Linked DNA regions of Ovis aries: region 1 is linked to region 2. A link is a contact called in public Hi-C data. All regions are on one chromosome and are shown on one strand. Each heading gives the region's core, a stretch centred on a gene start, on an enhancer-like site or on the middle of the called end of the contact. The rest is flanking DNA. Distances are from core to core; before and after follow the strand shown. Region 1 has its middle 120 kb from the start of SETD4. Region 2 overlaps RUNX1 (RUNX family transcription factor 1).

The links. Hi-C and Micro-C count contacts between places; a contact is called where the count stands out from the background.
Region 1: a contact with region 2 is called in a Hi-C map of tail adipose tissue, with 5 times the contacts expected there. The contact joins two enhancer-like sites. A contact is called at or near these places in 2 of 16 Hi-C or Micro-C datasets (hypothalamus and tail adipose tissue).

Annotation. Positions count from the first base shown.
Region 1 is chr1:268,836,833-268,839,965 of ARS-UI_Ramb_v3.0, forward strand. No RefSeq gene overlaps it. Among named protein-coding and RNA genes, the nearest start is that of SETD4, 120 kb to the right of the region's middle. Within about 2 kb of position 1,524, at least 14 of the 54 cell types and tissues checked have an H3K27ac peak or open chromatin away from gene starts, as enhancers often do. A contact at or near this core is called in tail adipose tissue, where this site is marked.
Region 2 is chr1:267,703,992-267,707,156 of ARS-UI_Ramb_v3.0, forward strand. All of the region lies in intron 3 of RUNX1 (RUNX family transcription factor 1), which reads right to left. Among named protein-coding and RNA genes, the nearest start is that of RUNX1, 170 kb to the right of the region's middle. Within about 2 kb of position 1,615, at least 38 of the 54 cell types and tissues checked have an H3K27ac peak or open chromatin away from gene starts, as enhancers often do. A contact at or near this core is called in tail adipose tissue, where this site is marked.

The sequences.
Region 1 (3,133 bases), core at 274-2,773, 1.1 Mb after region 2:
ACCTGTAACTAACACAGCATTGTTAGTCAACCACATTTCAATATGAAATCAAGAATTACATTAATTTTTTAAAATGCCAAACAAAAACAAACAAAACAATACTTATGTTCTCCATTTGAATTCCAATTACAGATACTTATACTCAGGAATTAATCAGAGATATGGAAAATGAGCGTATAACAATATTTATTTCAGCATCATTTCTGAAGTAAATTTGGAACAACCTAAGTGTCCACCAACAGGAAAATGATTAGACATGGTGAAGCACAGATGAAAGGGGAAATAATACATTGCCACTAAAAAATGGGTTTCTGAAGAGTAATCATATGGGGATATATTCATGACAATGTAATATGAAAAGGAGGATATAAAGTTATGAACACAATCTGATTTCAGTTTTGTCTCTAAAATAGTAAGGTTTCTTTTTTCCTTACTTTCCTGTTTTTTCCAAACTTTCTACAATGGAAATGTTATCACTTCCATAATGGAGGGGGTGGGGAATACATATTATTCAAAAGTGAAAGTGAAAGTGAAGTCGCTCAGTCCTGTCCGACTCTTTGTGACACCATGGACTGTAGCCTACCAGGCTTCTCCATCCATGGGATTTTCCAGGCGAGAATATTGGAGTGGGTTACCATTTCCTTCTCCAGGGGATCTTCCCGACCCAGGGATCGAACCCAGGTCTCCTGCATTGGAGGCAGGTACTTTAACCTCTGAAGGAGGGAAGCCAGGGAAGCCAAAGAGATGGATTTTTCCAAGAAAACGCTCCTGCTTTCAGTTCTACTGTCTTTACAACAGCCCAGCACGCGGATGGGAAAAGCGGCCACAGTGAAGGCTGCAATGACCACACCCTGCGGGCAGTTTCTTCCCAGGCCCCAGCAAAGCGTCTCAGTTTAATACTGTGTCTGCAACCCCTGGGGAAAACATTACACACAGACCAGGGAACCAGCCCAAGGAGAACTTTTCTGTCACTTCGATGATTCAAAGTTTGACCCCAAGGCAGCATTGGACTGGGTCCTGTCTATTCAACAACAGACGATCTGACCCCCCCTGTAATCACAGAAAAGCAGTTCAGCAGACGCACTATCCTCGGAAACAACAGGCTGGCCAAAAATGTGTGTTGACACAGAAAGTGCTATCCAAGTGTGTGTGTGTCTGTGTGTCTCTGTGTCTCTGTGTGTGTGTGTGTGTGTGTGTGTGTGTGTGTGTGTGTGTGGGCGCGCACTGGCCTGTGGGCAAGAGAGAAGGCTAGGGAAAGAGGGAAGGAAGGGGACAAAGCAGGGGAGTGTTCACACCATGACTAAGTCTGCGCCTGGCTAATTTCAAAATTCGCTGACTCTAAAATTTTCCTCGTATTTCCAGGAGAGGGAAGAACACATCTCTAATCCCGACTAAAGGAGAAGAGCGCCTTCTATTCCTTCTTCCAACAACTTGCTGCGAACACCACCAGCTTTGTCTGTGTACACAGTGTCTAGAGCACTTGAAACCGGTGCCCAGTGCAAAAGGAGAACTGAGCCCTTCTTTCAGCAAGGTTTCCTAGCCAAGGCTGCAGGCATTATCTGCAAGCGTTAATGAGGCTTGCCTATTACCGCAGGTCTAACACGGACATCGAGAGACATCTAGTGTTCAGTTGGGTGAAAAACTGGGCAACATACCGATCACAGAGACGAAGCAACGGGTCATCCACCTACAGTGTACTTTACGCAATAAATTAGAATTAAACATCTAATGCACACCAAGCTATATTTTGGGGAATACAAGGAACAAGACAAACAAAAAAAGAATTTTCCAATATTGGTATCATATTTGCATCAGGATTTTCCATAATTTGTAAATGTGTCTCATCAGAAAATGTCTTCCTTCTGCTGTCTTCTGTTTATTACAGGCAAAACAATGTCCCAGATTCAACACAATATGTCTATCAAAGAAGAGCCAAATTATTTGCTTTCTCCTGGTAAGACAATGATTTTCAAAAAGCTCTAGGAATAAAAGATTGTTCTGTTAGCAATTCCAAATACACAATCCTTGCAAACAAGCTGGTTTCTTTCTTTGATTTTTTAAAACAATTTCCCCATATTCCTTCTCCCAACACAGAGGACTGAACAGTATAGAAACAGTGCTTTAAGAGTGAGTTTATTTAAATTTTGTTCTGATAAGCTTAGAAATTAATTTCATCGCATGCTTTATGTTAATAGGCTCAAGCATTAGGCTCACAAACTAACCAAAAGAAAATATAAGACTAACATTCTGAATTTAGGTCTCTATAATACTATCAATGGTTTGTACACAGAAACTTTTCCATGCTAAGAATGCAAAGGTATGTGGGTGTCCATGTATGTGTTTAACCTTTAAATACCTCCCATCACTAAGAAATGTGGAAATTCTAAGCTCTTTGTCATCTTCAATTATATCATAATGTATTGCAAATATAAAATGGCACATTACAACTCACTCTATTATACATTTCTTTTCTTACAAGAGAAGGAAAATAGTTCAGTGTACTCTGTCCTGGGAGTGCTAGAGAGGTTTGCGAGCTATCTTAAGAAAGGTTGGTAGGTTTCTTCCAGGGTGAGCCAATGGCAGTCCAATCACCCGATCTCGTAAGACCCATATGAGTAAAAGCAACTCAACTTAGAGATAAACCTATTTAGGGGTTTTCTGAATAAGAAACACAGGATATGCCATTTATTTCTAAAGCAAAGACTAAGAAACATTGAATTCTTCTATAAATGCAATAAGTGAAAATAAGCTTCCGTTCTACATTATGTACATTTCAGGAAAATACATAGTGATGTGATGGGGAGGGAGTCTGGAAAAAAAGACAGATTATGAGACCAACCTGGGTCTTATCATTTGCCATTTGCCATTTGCCATGAAGGCAGAATGGCTTTCTTTGGGAAGAAAATCTCAACACTTTAGACTCAAAGGATGAGTAAATCTGGCCAAAATTTTTTAATTTAAAAATATTTTTTAACCATTGCCATTTGATATCTTTTTGTCCTCCCTCATTTCCTTCCCAAATCACCAGGGTGCCCCTTCATACAGCCCTCCCAAACCCCTCCAGCCCACAGTAGGGCATCCTTGGAGCTGGCTGAGCCTCTGTGACCTGCTTCATAGCCTTGCTTCTCTGTCC
Region 2 (3,165 bases), core at 365-2,864:
GGAGACTAAGTTACGAACAGTCCAGGAAGGCTGAAAAAGTTCTAGTTCTGACAATCGGCCTCAGCTCAGACCCGGGCACCGACCGCTTAGTGCTTTGAAAAGTGGGCGACCAGAATCCAAAGTCAAGGGCCAAGGGACCCTATCTTCTGAGTTTTGCTTTGAGAGTTTGAAGGTTCAGTCTTTGGCTGTTACAGAAGTACCCGGAGGCAAAAATTCCCATACACTTCCTAAACTATTTATGCGGAGAGCAGAAGGACCAGCAAATATAGGATTTGGACGTTCCAGTAGTTAATTGCCTGTCAGTTCTTCTTTTTTTTCCCCCCAGGTGAGTTTTGTTTAAAGTCCAAACAACAGAAAATATACGAGTGTCTTCAAATACGGCGCCACTTTTTATTCATGCAAAACTGGCTTCGGTCCTCAAAAGCGAGAGCTGAGACTTCCAAAAGGTCCTGCTTCTAATGTATGTGCACATATATATAAACATATACATATGCTCTACTTCATAAAATATTTACAATACAATCTGTAGAGAAATTAAACACAACAGAAACCCATTAATGTTCGCTGCACGTTTTTGTTTTTTTTTTTTCTTCTCTAAGTAGCCTTGAGAATCAGCTTCAGTAGTTGAAGGGCTGGGCTAGAAGGACTTGTCATGTTTTCAATAAATTCTGGCAAAATGCTCAGTTCAGAAAATTCAAGCTTTATCAAAGAAAAAGCTGATCTTAAAAAAAAAAAATCCAAGTCGATGATATTCAGGGTTCAGCTCTCCACATTTGAGAACTCGGGTTTGGGGATGTTGGTTAAGTTTGTGGCTGATCCTGTGGTTTGGTGGGAGGTGAGCTGCAGCGGAGTCAGACGCACGCAGGCACGCACTCTTCGGGAGCCAGCCGCCGTCTACATCGACTCCGGTGAGTCAGCCCCGACTTGGGCAGTAGCGAGACGAGCTTCCTCCAACGTCGCCCCAGCGCCGGCCGGGTGAACTGCCCGGACGCGCCAATTTACCCACACACCGCGGAACCGCAGCAGGTGGAGCGGGCCCTGGCGAGAAAGGCTCCGCAGCGCAGATCGCAACAGACGGGGCGGCTCGAGTTACACAAGCACGCACACTCTGCCACGCACACGCGCCACTTCACCACTCGCCACGAAGCCCGGCGCACTCTCTCCCGCTGTTGTCAAAGGACACAACCGGAGAAAAGTTCACACCCAGGAAAGAAATGGAACCATCCAGCCAAGAAACCAGTTCATTCAAAAGTAGGAAAAGGCAAAAACAACAACAAAATCCTCCCCCACACACAATTCAAAATCGAAGTTCCAACGCGGTTCTATGAAAAACAGCAAAGACTGACTTTCTTCTGGCGTCCCCAGTATCCCCAGCAAGAGATGCCTGCCGGCTCAGGGCCGGGCAGCGTGGTGCCCTGGCTGGGTCCGGCCGCGGGGCGCTCGTCCCGCCTGCGCCCGCTGGCTCTATGAATGAGAGTGCCTGGAAATGAACGTGCTTTTACTGTAAGCCCGGCCCGAGGAATTCCATTCCCTCAGCTCGTTTGCATAGGGGCGGCTGCCGGCCAATCACAGGCCTTTCCGGTATCAGGCAGGGCGCGGCTCGGTGCCGCGGGCTCCTGGAATTGGCCCGCGCGCCCCCGCCGCCGCCGCGCGCTACTGTACGCGGCCAGGGTGGAGAGTCCACCGCCAGCCAGTGCGGAGGCCACGCCGCGCTCCCCGCATCCACATACCCGCACCCACACGCTCCTACATTCGCTCGAGACCGCCATTCCGGTGCGGACGGCGGCGGCTTTGCACACTCGTGGGCTTGCGCGGCCGGCAGTCAGTCAGCCCGCCCGCCCCGGGGGGCTGCCGTGAGCGGCCGCGCCAGGGGCGGCCGTGGTTCGGAGACCCAGGAGGTGGAGCAGAAGGCCGGTCGGCCTGGAGGGACTGGGGCCGCGCGCTGAGCCGCAAATGGTCCGGGATCAGAGTCTGTCGGAGAGAAGCATCCGCGAGCCATGGAGATAGATGAAGCGGCCGCCGCTAGGCTCCCGAGACCTGGGGGCCGGGGGGCCCCAAGGCCTCCACTTTCCCGGCATGGATGGGACTCGCCGCGAGGGGGCCGGGAAGGGCCGAGGGCCCAGCCCGGGGAGCCGCTCGGCGCCGGTTGGCAGCCGCGGCGAAGTGGCGCTGATTCCTTTACTGAGACCAGACGGTGGTCGGTCTCCACGACCTGCTTTTTGTGTTGAGTTTTCTTTCTGGGTTTGTTTTCTTGGTGTTTTACGCTGCGTCTTGACGCGGCGCGCCTCGCTCAGGTGGAGTTGAGCTTAGTGGCCAGCGAAGGAGTTCCGTAGTTCAGAAGCCGCCCCCCCCCCCCCCGCCCCAAGAACAAGCGACTGGAAAGAAACTGGAAAGCCTCCGGGCGGGGTTCCCCCGCGGGGCCCAGGTCGTTTGCGCCCCGCACCCACCTCCAGCTCCCCGGAAACGGCCCCTGGGTCCACTCCCCGCCCGCGCGCGCGCGCTCGTCAGCCGCCCCGGGAGCTGAAGCCACCCCGGCTCTGCGCGCGGGCGGGAACATGCTCCCCGCTCCCGTCCCAGCGGCGCCGCGGGCATTTTCGCGGAGCTTAGAGGGGCCCCGGTTCCCCCCGCCCCACGCCACCGCCCGGCCGCGGGGCTCTCCCAGCTACACTCCGCGAGGAGTCCACTGGGTCCCTCCCTCGGGGGGAGGGCGCTCATCCACTCTCCCCCTCGCCTGGCACGGAGCCCTCCACGTCGACTTCGCCCGCCCCCGCCCCCGGGTGAGGGACCCTCCCTTCCCACTCCCCGCCTTGGTTCCCCCTGCCGATGCGCGATTTGGGGGTGCCGGACCGCTGCCGCCGGCGCCGCCGCTCCGGCTTCCCCAGGGCTCCAGCGCCAAGGGGCCTGCCAGAGGCGGGGGCCGTGGCGGGCCAGGCCTCGGAGGCCTTTCCGGGCGCCGCGGCCGCTTCCCTCGCCCCAGGCCCTGAGAGGCCGGGCGGCTCGGCGCGGGCGCCAGGGGGCAGCAGGCGCCCGGCGGCCGGCCCGCGCGCCGGGGAACGCCCCCGACGGCGCGGCTGTAGCTCCGTCCTTCTGGCGGCCTTTGGGTCTCCGGTAGGAACTTCAGCTGGGGAAGAAGCGAAAGGAGAAACGGCGACCGGATCCTGCCTG